Regions from separate parts of the Mus musculus genome. Here region 1 is linked to region 2. Evidence: chromatin contacts called from public Hi-C data. All regions are on one chromosome and are shown on one strand. The core of a region is the stretch at or near the end of the contact, and the rest is flanking DNA. Distances in the headings are between cores, read along the strand shown. Region 1 overlaps Ext1 (exostosin glycosyltransferase 1). Region 2 has its middle 20 kb from the start of Gm41323.

What was found. Hi-C and Micro-C count contacts between places; a contact is called where the count stands out from the background.
Region 1: a contact with region 2 is called in a Hi-C map of the G1E-ER4 cell line, with 4 times the contacts expected there. The contact joins two enhancer-like sites.

What each region holds. Positions count from the first base shown.
Region 1 is chr15:53,196,012-53,202,028 of GRCm38.p6, forward strand. The region is part of intron 1 of Ext1 (exostosin glycosyltransferase 1); the gene reads right to left. Among named protein-coding and RNA genes, the nearest start is that of Ext1, 150 kb to the right of the region's middle. Within about 2 kb of position 4,155, at least 19 of the 459 cell types and tissues checked have an H3K27ac peak or open chromatin away from gene starts, as enhancers often do. A contact at or near this core is called in the G1E-ER4 cell line, where this site is marked.
Region 2 is chr15:52,950,906-52,957,015 of GRCm38.p6, forward strand. No RefSeq gene overlaps it. Among named protein-coding and RNA genes, the nearest start is that of Gm41323, 20 kb to the left of the region's middle. Within about 2 kb of position 4,441, at least 16 of the 459 cell types and tissues checked have an H3K27ac peak or open chromatin away from gene starts, as enhancers often do. A contact at or near this core is called in the G1E-ER4 cell line, where this site is marked.

The DNA.
Region 1 (6,017 bases), core at 2,905-5,404, 240 kb after region 2:
TTTGGCATTAAAATCCAAGTGATGATTTCTCGTTTTCTTCCCTTTTCTTTTTATTTTATGCTACTGTTCTAGGAGATGCTATACAAGGCAGGAAAATACTTAGGCATGGTAAAGTCCCGCTTGATACCTTGAGATGCTTAATCCCATTTCCCTTTGTGCCTGTTCCGGAAGCCTGTGGCAGAAAAGGAAGGCACAGGCAGGCCTGGGCCTGCAGAGACTCAACCTGCAGATGAGCAATCTACAGGAGTCAGCATGTAGCTTAAAGACAGCGAGAAAGCCACAAAAGAGTCAGCAACAAATAGAGCCAACTCTTGGCATTGAAATCAGGAGCTGGCTGGAGGACTGTTTTAGCAAAGGACAGACATTGCCTCAGGAGTGGGAGGGCCACCACCTTCTTAATTATTAACTTCTCCTGTGCAGTCTTCAGCATCAATGCTGACTGCCACCTGGCACCGTGCTGCGGGATTTCCCACCATCCTCTTTGGGGGAAATAAAAACTTATATTGGAGAGTGAAACAGAACTGACTCCTGGCTCTGAAAGCCCGTACTTCCTTGTTCCCCGCTTGCTTCATCAGCATTTCATAGAGGAAAAACATGGATGACTTTCAGGCTGGTCAAAGTCACTGATGGGGTGGCTTTCTGAGATGGGTCTGAGCCACCTTAGCTAGGAATCATTACAAAATTCCTCAGGAGCCTGAGACCCAGACCTGTTTTGTCTTGTTAAATGGGGCCATAGCGTGCTATCAGTTCTACCTAAGACTGAAGAAAAGGAAAGGAGCAGTCGTGACAGAAATGTAGAATCTATATCCGTGAAGAAGCCAGGACCATGGGGATGGATGCTTGCACCCCAGTTACAATGGAAGGGTAGCCTCTAGTTCCAATCACGGCCTAAAGTCTGCTCAGGGCTTATACACTTGACCTTCATCCAGAGTCACCTTGCTTTTAAAAAAAAATTAATCTCTGTTGATATAATATTTATATGAAAAAACATAAACTACATCCTATAAATTTTAGGAATCAACTAGATCACTTCTATTTAAGATGAATCGTTCAATCTCTTAAGAGCTAGGACAGCAAATCTGCACTGGAAAAATACCAGTCGTCACTAAGTTTTGGAGCTTTCTCAAAGCTAATGGTCCTTTCACCCCAAACAGTTCCACAACACTTAAGACAGTCTTAATACTGAGAATGACCTTATGGTGATCCACGTGAGAGCCAAAAGTCACCCAACTTGTGTCTCAATCATTAGCTTGATTCTCATTTCTGCCTACTCTAGGGAAAACATTCAAACCAAATGATAAACATACAGGGTAGTGATGGCTTTCCGTCCTCAGGGGCTCAAAGTCTAATGGGGTATACAAGATAAGCAACCCCATGGCAGACTATAAGTAATTGTACCTGAGAAATTAGCTTCACGTAGTACTTGAAAGGTAGAGATTATCTTAGCTTCCCCTTGGAGATCGGCCAGAGGCCCTATGACCCAGCTCCCAGGCCTTCTTTCCATCAGCAAAAGCAAAATCCAGGGCTCCATTCCTGCCCCCAATCATAGTTGAGTGAATATCCAGCACCCTTCCCCTGTAACCAGTCTTCCAGGTTTTACAATGTGGAGAGGTATGCAATTTATTTATAACTAAATTTCTTCCAAAAGAGATTTAAAGTAGCTTACTTAAGCACTCATAGATCCAGGGCAATTTTTAAGAGAAACCTAAATATGTATATGGCTAGAGAAGGATAGACTGGCTTAGGAAAAGGTTGAACATGCCAGAAAGCACTGTCTTTTTATTGCATTTCTTTATGTATCTTTTTATTGTGGGATGTGTATATATGTATGTATGTGTACGGTGTGGATGTGGATATGGTATGTTCTTGTGTGTGGTATGAACGTGTGTTTGTGATATAAATTTATGTGCTCACCAAAGCACATTGCACTTGTGAAGATAAAGGGGCAATTGGTGGGCACTGGTTCTCTCCTTCCACCATGTGAGTCTCAGAGATCAAATCCAGGTCCCCAGGCTTACAGACATTTGCCTTTATCCTCAGAGCATCTTACCAGCCCAGAAGACTCCATATCTGAATAAAGACTTTATTATTATGCCATCCTCAGTGAAGTAGGAGAAAACACAATTAAGTCTGAATGTTCTTGTCTTATAAGGAAAGAGCAATAGCCATTTGGGGAAGGGTATCTCTGGTTACATCTACATGACAAAGAACAAAGTCAACCAATGTCCTTGTTGTTACTCAAATAGCAGCCTTAAAGTGCTACACTTAGGAGAATGGATGCTTTAAAGCATAAGGAACATTCTGGAGCCTTCCCTCACAAAAACTTTACAACATACAAACTTTGCACAGATGATAAAGTGCATAGAGCCAAAGGGGACCCATGCTATGGAAGTTTGTGAAGTTTGGGTCCACACAGGAAATCCTTACTCTATATTGGCCACTAACGTCTTAGTTAGCTACTGGCTGCAGCCAAGCACACAAGAGTAATGCCCTGAGTGTGGCATACAGCCATCCCCATTGTCACATACAGCCTACAAGGATTTCAGCCATACATCAGAGTCATTCTACTTGAAAGGATGTTTAGCAAAATCTAGTCATTTGTCTTTGCCTTGTTGTTTTCCCCCTTTCTTTATCTGGAGACACCTGCTTGATTCTTCTGCTGAGATAGTTCTCCTGCTTTTCTACTTCTATTTTTTGAGGTGTTGGTTTTGAATTCTTGCATCTTAAATTCTCCTAATTTACTGTGTAATTAAAACACGCATGCACATTTGTCCTCAATTAATGGAGACAAATTATTCCCCAGTGGAAGACAACTCCACTCCAACTTGGAACCGAGCAGGGCAGATAGGCCTAGAATTTAAATGTTATCTAGTGATCTCATGTTATTTTTTTTGCTGAATGAAAATTTAAGAAGTAGGTTAATCAGGGGCCAATGAGATGGCTCAGTTGGTAAAGGGGCTTGCTGCACAAGCCTGACAATTTGCTTTCAGTCCCAAGAACCCATGTAAAGGCGAAAAGTTGCCCTGTGACTTCTTCCAATGTCTCTGTCTCTGACTCTCTCTGTCTCTGTCTGTCTGTCTGTCTGTCAGTCTCTGTCTCTCTCTCTCTCTCTCTCTCTCTCTCGCTCTCTCTGCTTCCTCCCTCTTCCTTTTTCCAAAGCTCACAAATTAGAAAATACTCTGCTTCACAAAAAGAAAACGATTTTGTTCTTTAAAAGAAAGAGTGAGGTTAACTTGTCCTTGAGAGACAAACATCTTAAAGTCTCCTTGGCATCTGTAGAACCACCCGATTCCACACATTCCCCCCGCTCCTAGTCTTTATTATCTTAAGAGCAGTAGCAACTTGCTTTGAGATCACCTTTAGAGAAAGAAGAACGCGCTGCAAAGGGCAGTTGAAGCTGGCAAAATAGCATTTAGGTTGAATACCCAATGTCTGTTTGCAGTCAATCAATAAGTCCATCATAAGCCTACACAATAAAGGCTTTTGAAACGTCTGGAAACGTGAGAAAAATCACAGTGGACTAAAGAATTAGCTGACATTATTTATAATATCTGAGTAATTCTCTATCAGCAATGTGTCTATATGTGCAATTTAGGCAGGAAAAATAAGTAAACATTGCAAACTTACTCATTTAGGTGTGATTATGAATCATTTGTGAAAAATACAAAATGAAGTAAGAATAAAGCATTTTTCATGCCTAAGCGAGACTATGACAGGAAACACCCGAGCTCAAGGGATTTTTCATTTACCATAACTTTCTAAATGGACATTGGGAAAAGAAGAGGCAGAAGAACCGCTCATTTTGTAGATCAGCTCATCTGAGAAACTGCACTCAGAGTTTAAAATGTCTCTTTATAAAAGTCCAACATTAATTCAAGTGGAGAAGGAAGTTATGCCCATGTGTAGACAAGATAACTGGGCTGACAACGGAGATTAAAGAGCCTTGAAGTATCCTTCTAAACTTATTGACAAGGAGCTTCCTAGTAGGCTTGCTATAAAATTTACAACACGTCCTCCCAAAGGCCACAGACCTTCCGACCAGCAGGTAATTCATAGAACGGATTCTAAGCTGGCTCATTGTAAGGGACTAACAGAGATTTACACTGAGTACTTTGTTCAGGGTTCAACACACTTTAATTACATCAGATAACACCTGCTGTTCTCATTTTTCCTGGAAACGGGCTGAGTCCAACTCCTATTTATTTAAGCGCCTGCAACAATGAGTCTCTGCTGTGTCAAAATATGAGGACAAAACTGAAGGTAAGGAGGAAGGACAGGAAGAAACCTGTCTTGGGCCCAGCTCTTGATGGGCCCTGAATTGTCCTTTTGAGGCTTTACAACAGCTTAACCTAAGAGTCGGGTGGGAACACACTGGGGAAGAGCTGGGCTGAAATGAAATTTGGGTCTGGAAAGAGTCTAAGCCCTGGTGTGCTAGAATGTTGCTGCAGTGGGACCATGACTTGTGCACACTGCTGCAGGTCAGCTACCTGGATTGCTCCAGGTACTATCATTTGGCTAGGCCTGGTCCTTTCTCTATAAGCTTAGGACAAGGATGTTTGCTGCTTTTTATATGTAGAAAGAGTATCTTGTGTATTGAATGGGTGCATCACCTGTCAATTAAAAAAAAAATCTATAGCTTATAGGAAAATTTAAACTAGAAGGTAGGACATCAGGTATGCAGAAAGAATTCTAGGATAGAGTTGGACATGGGAAGAGTAGCCAGGGAAAACATGAGGACAGACACGTGGTGCCGGCGCAGAGGTGACCAGTAACATGGCAGAATGTAGATTAATGTAAGTAGATTATGTTAAATTATTAGCTAGTCAGTGAATGAGCCTAGCTATATGGCCTAAGTATTTATAAGTAAATTTTCAGTCTTAGTCACTAATCAGGTTGCTTGGGGCTGGGAGGAAAACAGCCCACCATACAACATTTATATGTATCCACAAAAAGAAAATTTATTAAAAGGAAGTATGTGGAATTTTGGTCATGTTGTCTGGATCCCAGTGGCTTGTGCATTATTAAGAAAAACAAAACAAAACAAACAAACAAAAAAAGCTCTGTCATTAAGCTATATCACCAACCCCCAAAATGTGTGTTTCCATCCAATTTAAAACAATCTAACAGTCTGTATTTAGGGAAAGGCATACTAGGCCTAATTTAGGTAGGAGTACACTCTATGAATATGAGAATAATAGTAACAAAACACAAAGGCCAGGCTCTTAGATGGAAAACCCAATATTATTTGGAGTCACATCCCTCAGGAAAATCAGAAAGTGGGAACAGAGGCAGTGTTTTAATAATACCTTTAGGACGGTCCACATTAAAGAGACAAAAAAGAGGAGGATGCTAAAGGCCAGGCCTGGACATAGGTATCTAAAATTCTAGGCAGTGAGCCATGATGCTCTTGTTCAAAGCATGCTGGGCAACTGGGTAAGATCCTATGTCAAAATAAAAACAAACCAATGAACAAAGATACCAGGGACATGGCTCAGTTAGCAGAATGCATGACTCGTATGCACCAATGCCAGAGTTTGCGCTCCAGCATTACATAAAACCAGACATGGTAGTGTGCACCTATAATCCAGCATTCCAGAGGTTCACTGTCATCTCATAATGAGTTTAGTATTTGCCTTGGACACCGGAGACTCTGACCTCCAAAAGAAGATAATATATAAATGATAAAATCAAAAGGGATGAAAATTTAGCTCACAGGAGAGTAGTTGTTCAGTATGTCTGAGCCCCTGGCTTCCATCCTCAGCCACACCTGACCACCCCACCTCTCCAACTCTTAATCAAGCCTCTATGCTCCTGTTCTCCTCAGCTCTTCATTATCTTAAGTGATATAAAAACAGAAAACAGACATTTGTACTGAAGCGCGTCATCCATTTTATAAAGTTACTCATTGGCTGACATAGTGCAAGCCATATTTAGCAAAATCTGAACAATACAATCAAAAAAAAAAAAAAAAGAAGGAAAAAGAAGAGAAAAGAAAGAAAAGAAAACCAAATACTTAC
Region 2 (6,110 bases), core at 3,191-5,690:
CCTGTGTGAGTCTCTCTGTGCCCCCAGGGAGCCATGCAACTATTAACAGTTATATCTCTTAACCCCTCGGTCATCCTGACAGTACGAATCCAACAGAATCTCCAGCTCCAATTATTTCCAAGCACCTTGCTGGGTTGAACTGGAGTTTATGTTCAAAACTGCACCTTCCATCAGGGCAGAGACAAGCAAAGAGAGAGCTGTTCAATAAAGCCCAGACTACAGTCTGGCATGGCAGGAAGGCAGGAAGGTCCATATCCAAATTAGCTGGGCTGCTGTGGCCATCAATCAAGAGTGACCTAAGTTCTCAGCAAGCACATCAAACCTGGACCCTGCTATCAACATCACACTGAAAACCTGTCCCCAGAGGATGCTTAGGAAAACTAACCCTACAAGTGGCCAAATCTATCATTCCATCAAAGTACTGTAATCCTACAACCAAGAGAGGAAAGGCCAAACAGCCAGCATAATATTAAAAACATACAGTACTTACAAGAAAGAAGTCTCTGTTCAACTGAGTTCTTAGAGTGTTTGGACAAAGTCTGTTATCTGTCAAGTGAAATTAGATGTAGAAATGGCAACCAAATATATCAAGATTTGTCATCTTCTTTGCAGATCCACAACTATTACGTCATGGACAAAACAGAGATATTGTTCAATATTTTAACATTTTCTTTATATATATATTTATATCTAATGCCCAGGGAAGCTCTGATAATCTACCACTTACTTCTGTTTGGTGTGTATGTACACACACACACACACACACACACACACACACACACACACACACAATAACAAATTCAGTTCGAAAAAAAATTGCCTCTTCCCCAGTATTTTAAGTGTACCCTCTTAGATCTCAGAAATACCCTCAAATGTACATTCTCTTAGGCTGATCTTTTGGTCCTTTTACAATGCCCATTATGCATACTAGGAGTAGCGGTTGTAGTCTTCCAAGCAGAGCTCTGGGGCTAAGCTGCCTGAGTTAGATTCCCAGCCTGCCATTTATTGACCATGCAACAGAGTGGCTTAACCTAGCAGAGCCTTGGGTTTATCATGTATTAGGTGAGAATAACAGTGCCTGGCTAGTAGATTAGAGGCCTAGCCCAAGTATAAAATGTTATCTCCTCTTCTGGGAACCCTTACTCAGCATTTTATCCCCGACCCCCCTCCCCCCCCCCCCCGCAACCCTGCACCTCTATAGTCATGCATTCACTCACTGTGGTGCCTTGAGCTTTGTTCAGATCTTGAAAGCTTTGCGTTGAGTGTGTGACTCAGAATAATTGGAGTGTGAGGTCAATAAATGATTTACGTTTTCTGGGAGGCCAGTGGGGAGGGCTAGGATATACTTCATAGTCAACTTCTGTTCAAGTTCTCACTATCCCACATGGAGCATAGGAGCTGTCACCATTGAAGGAAAGAGTGCATTTTCTACAATGAAGATTAAGCACACTTTCCTGGACCACAGAGTGTTAGGTAAAGACGAGGTCCAGCTAAGAATGATGCTTTGGAATCCAGTGTGGAGATTGATAACAACCTCAACATCAAGACACTGCACTTTCTTTTGTTTTGTTTTGTTTTTTGTTTTGTTTGCCCTTGCCACATAGGAAAAGCCTCATAAGGCAAGCTGCTCCCAGGCTCTGATCTTTGGGGAGAACTCAGTGGATCCAGCCATCCCACATCCAGGAAAGGCAAGCCAGTCATTGCAGCAATGGACACTTGCTATTGACTTTCACGTTTCCAGCAACAAGCCCATGACTCTGCCTTGAAAGTAGCTGCTCATGAGAGAGAAATGGCCATGAAACATACTAAGAAAGGACTTTGGTAATTTTACAAAATACTGAAAGAAATAGTCCTGCTATTAGGATGATAACAGGTTATCAAAATGTTCTGGACTTGAGTTTTGCAACTGAAACTTCACATGAGCACCAAGTATTAAATCACGAAATGCAGGAGAACTCTGTGAAGCTCATCATTTGGCTTCCCCTAATCTCTGAGGCAACACCAACAGGCTCCATACACAGCTCACAGATGCTGGTGAAAGCAAGTCTGGTACTCAGACGGATGTACCAAAGATCAAGGCCTAACAGCCAGGGGCTACCTCTGGGGACCATTTCTCTGGTAGTCCAGAAGTTTTTCTTTGACACTCTCCTTTCATTCCACCTCTGCTAAGGTCAAAAAAAGACCATTGCCACTGTACACTCTATCTTGAGAATAAAGACCTTGAAAACTGAGGTACCTAGTATGGACTGATGAATAGAAAAGATATGACTAGAAAGGATAGATGGTGAAATAATATTCTTGGAGGAAAAACTACAAACCAAATGGTTCAAGGTTTCCTAAGCCCTAAGAAGTTCCCCAGGAAGAGGGTGAGACATACCTTTTTGAACTAGAAATTAGGGTCTTTGTGGAATTATCTGCAGCAGCCTAGTGACTGACCCGCTGAAGGCTATACATGTCAGAAACCTCTCTGACGACGTGTACCTCCAACTTCACTTTTCAAACTAGCCACGGTATTCTAACAGGCCACTGAACTTCCCAACGAGGCTTCCCCTTCTATATGGCTTTGAGGTTCTGCTGTTTTAGCTAGACAAATAGAAAATACTAAGCTGATAGGCTATCCTACCCATATCTTAGAGAAGCACAGCACCATAGAGGATCTGCAGGCATGAAGCTTGGGAAATGAGGAACTCAGAAAGCAACCCTAAGACTCCTTCTTCATGGGGGTCAAAGACTTCGAGTTGCCTCACAAAAAAAATCTCCCTTAGTCAAAGTGACTAGGGTTATTATCAGGACTGGCTTTGACCAACTTTGATACTAGATTGTACTGAAAACCACATAAAACTGGCACACCATTCAGGAACCAACAGCTGTGAGCTAATGAGCTGCTTTAGAAGTTGTCAGAGAAGTAGCATTTATCTATTCATGTGTGTACACATATTATTTCTATATCTATGTATTTTCATAGATGGATATATAAACACATATACATGTATGTTTCTCTCCCTACATACTCCTTGCTCCTCTCTCTTTCTCTTTCTAAACAATAGAAAAGATTCCCAAGCCTTCTTCGGTGCCATACATCAGCAATATCATGACCCAGATCCATTCAAATATTATTTCATTACCTAGGGGAATATACCTTGACCTTTTCTGTGGACTTGATTAGAACTCAGTCTGTTCCAAATTAACTTGCACCTTTTAACTCGTATACACAGTATCTCCCCAGTGATAAAGAGAACCCATAAAGTAATGGTTTTATTGTTCAACATTACACACTCTTGCATTCTATCTGGTAGTTGAATACAATGATGCTAGTTTCACATTCGTTTTCTCACTGTGTATAAATACTCTGTTCTTCTATTCTTCCTTGAATTATCTTTGCCACATTTTTGGGTTCCTCACTAATGAACAGAATACATTTTGACATGAATTCATTATATCTTCTATGAAAGCTTTTCTCCTAACTTAATTTGAAAATTATACTTTAAAAGTAGGCAGCTACTTACATATTCTCCGTTGATCTCCTCAACTTGCCTCAAACACTGGGCCCCTTTACAAATCTTCTACAAACACGTCTCCCGATGCAGGAAATTTCCATATTGGAAACTCATTGCTGAGTTAAGTCTACCATGTCATAACACCTTAGACAACTGATAAAATTGATAATATAGGCAATTACTCATCTGGGGTCTCTGGGAAGATTCACAGAGGAACACGTCTTGAAGAAGCAGTGAAGTCAAGAGAAGCTGAACTGAGGAAGGGAAGGGAAGACATGACCAGTTGGCAGGAGCAAAGATGGGAGAACTGGGATGCATAAAGTAAGGAGGGAAGCAGCAAAAAGAGAATCAATTATCTACTTCCCAGTAACTCAAAGTTAAAATGGTATCCCCTGTTATGTAGAGATGAGTGGATGAGTAAATAAAACACACCTAAATAGTTACAGACTGGATCTAGTGTGCAATACTGATCTTATCTTACAAACATACATAACCTGCTTGAGCTGTGTGCCAGGTAGACTTCAGGAAGGATGTCTGCTACGTACTATGGTCACCAGTGATATGCAAGGACAAGAGATTATCATTCCTTTATTTTCCTTTGACTTTGACAAAGTGATGTATAATCTGCTTCAAAGAAGCCATCGCCGCTTGAAAATGCACTTTTGTACAGCCGAGAGTGTCATAACTAAGCATCCACAGTCACCCTAGTCCCCTCTTTACCGTGGCCAGGAGGCCCTGTTTCCCATGACATTAGAGTAACTCACTGAGCAAGCAAATTACAGGTCTGAAGTCAGGGCTGTGTCCCTCTCACATCCCCTGCTTGGGTCACACTCTAAACGAAAGTCAGCATTTTTCAGATAGTTCATCAGCAATAGTGAAAGACCTCTCTGGCGAGGTCACTGAGCCACTAATGTAATCATGTGTGTGAGTGCCCCCAGTCAGGCTGAGCTAATTTCACATGAAGTAATCAGAGATAAGAAACTCCACTGGAGTCATAAAATCATACACATCAGGGACTCTGCCCCTGAGGAAGGTGAAGTTTACTGGAAAGGGAAGGGAGTGGAACAAAAATGATAAGAAAAGTGAACCAGAAAAAGAAATAAAGATTTTATGAAAAGTTAAGATAAATAATAGAACAACTCTTTTTTTTCTAGCAAAAAAGAAGTAAGAAGTCAACTAAGGACTCAGCCAGACTTTGCCAAGAAGAGAAGGAAAGTTACTTGCCAAAGGAGTACAACGTTACAGAAAAACAAATGGATGAAAGCATCTTCTCCATGTTCGCCAGGGAGGAAGGCGTGCTTAACCAAAGCAAAGTGCTTTCCCAAAGAAAGAAAATTAAGTCACTGGGCACAGACATCTCCAGAATGAAGGGAATCTGAAAAGTCAGCTTGGAAATCTTAAAGGCGGGGCGGGGGAGGGGGAAGGAGGGGAGGGGGAACTTTGCAGGGCTGGAGAGGTGGCTCAGCAGGTTGAAGCATTTGATGATCTTTCCAAACCCATGTCAGGTGACTCACAAAAGTCTGTAACTCCATATCCAGGGAATCTGACATTTCCTGAGTTACCTGAACTCATATGCAAATACCCATATACATACCCTATACATAATTAAAAGTAATAAGAATAAATTTGAAAAGTAAGGGATCTCTGGTGCTCCCAAGAGCCACAGTGAGAAGTGCAGTACTTTGTCAAACCCTTAGTTACAGAAGACCAGGGACCAGGGACCAGGCATCCCTAGAAAACAAACCTTTTTCATATCAAAACAAGATCCCATTGTTAAATTGGTAAGTCAAAACCAGAGATAAACTCCCTTAGTTATCACAAGGTTCCAATACTTCTCTTTTTATCATTTGCTAATTCTAAAACTATAGCTGACTTGAACACTTCTTTTAAAACCAAAAAGAAACCAAAAAGAAAAAATGGAAGAGAAGTTAACATCAAAAGCCTGCATGCTCAACTCTCAAGCTCAGGTAGGCACCAACCAGTTATTTCCTGTTTATTCGGGCCCTATGAAGCCCACATGTTGTAGTTCACTGATAAATGTTGAGAGAACTCAGTCAATATTGGGAGTATATTAATCTCATATAACATAGAAATTTAAATTTCAAATGTTCTTTAAAATGAAAACAAAAGAGGAGGAGAGCACAGGAGAGAGGACTCATGGGTAAGAGTAGTTGATGTTCTTATAAAGGACCAAGATTTGGTTCCCATCACTCACAAGGTGCTTGGCAGCCACCAGTAACTCCAGTTCCCAACAAATCCTACACCTCTTCTGGACTCTGACAGCACCAAGCACACACACAGTGCACATATGCACACACAGGCAAGACACCCAAATGCCCAAAAACTTAAAAGTCTGAATTTTAAAAATAACCAAAGTACTCAAAGAAAGTAGATGCAAATACTGGACTTCACTGGACTGAGTCTCAAGGTCAGAGGAAGGATTGAAGCAAAAATTAACATTCTAATTTCTGTGTAAATATGGAGAAAGTTCCTGACATTCTTTCCATCTTGGGAATGTAATATTCCAGGATCTGCAATAGTACAACAAAAGTACGGAGTGCCTTGGACAATAAAATCTTGTAGAATGAAAGAACACACATGATATGCACTAAC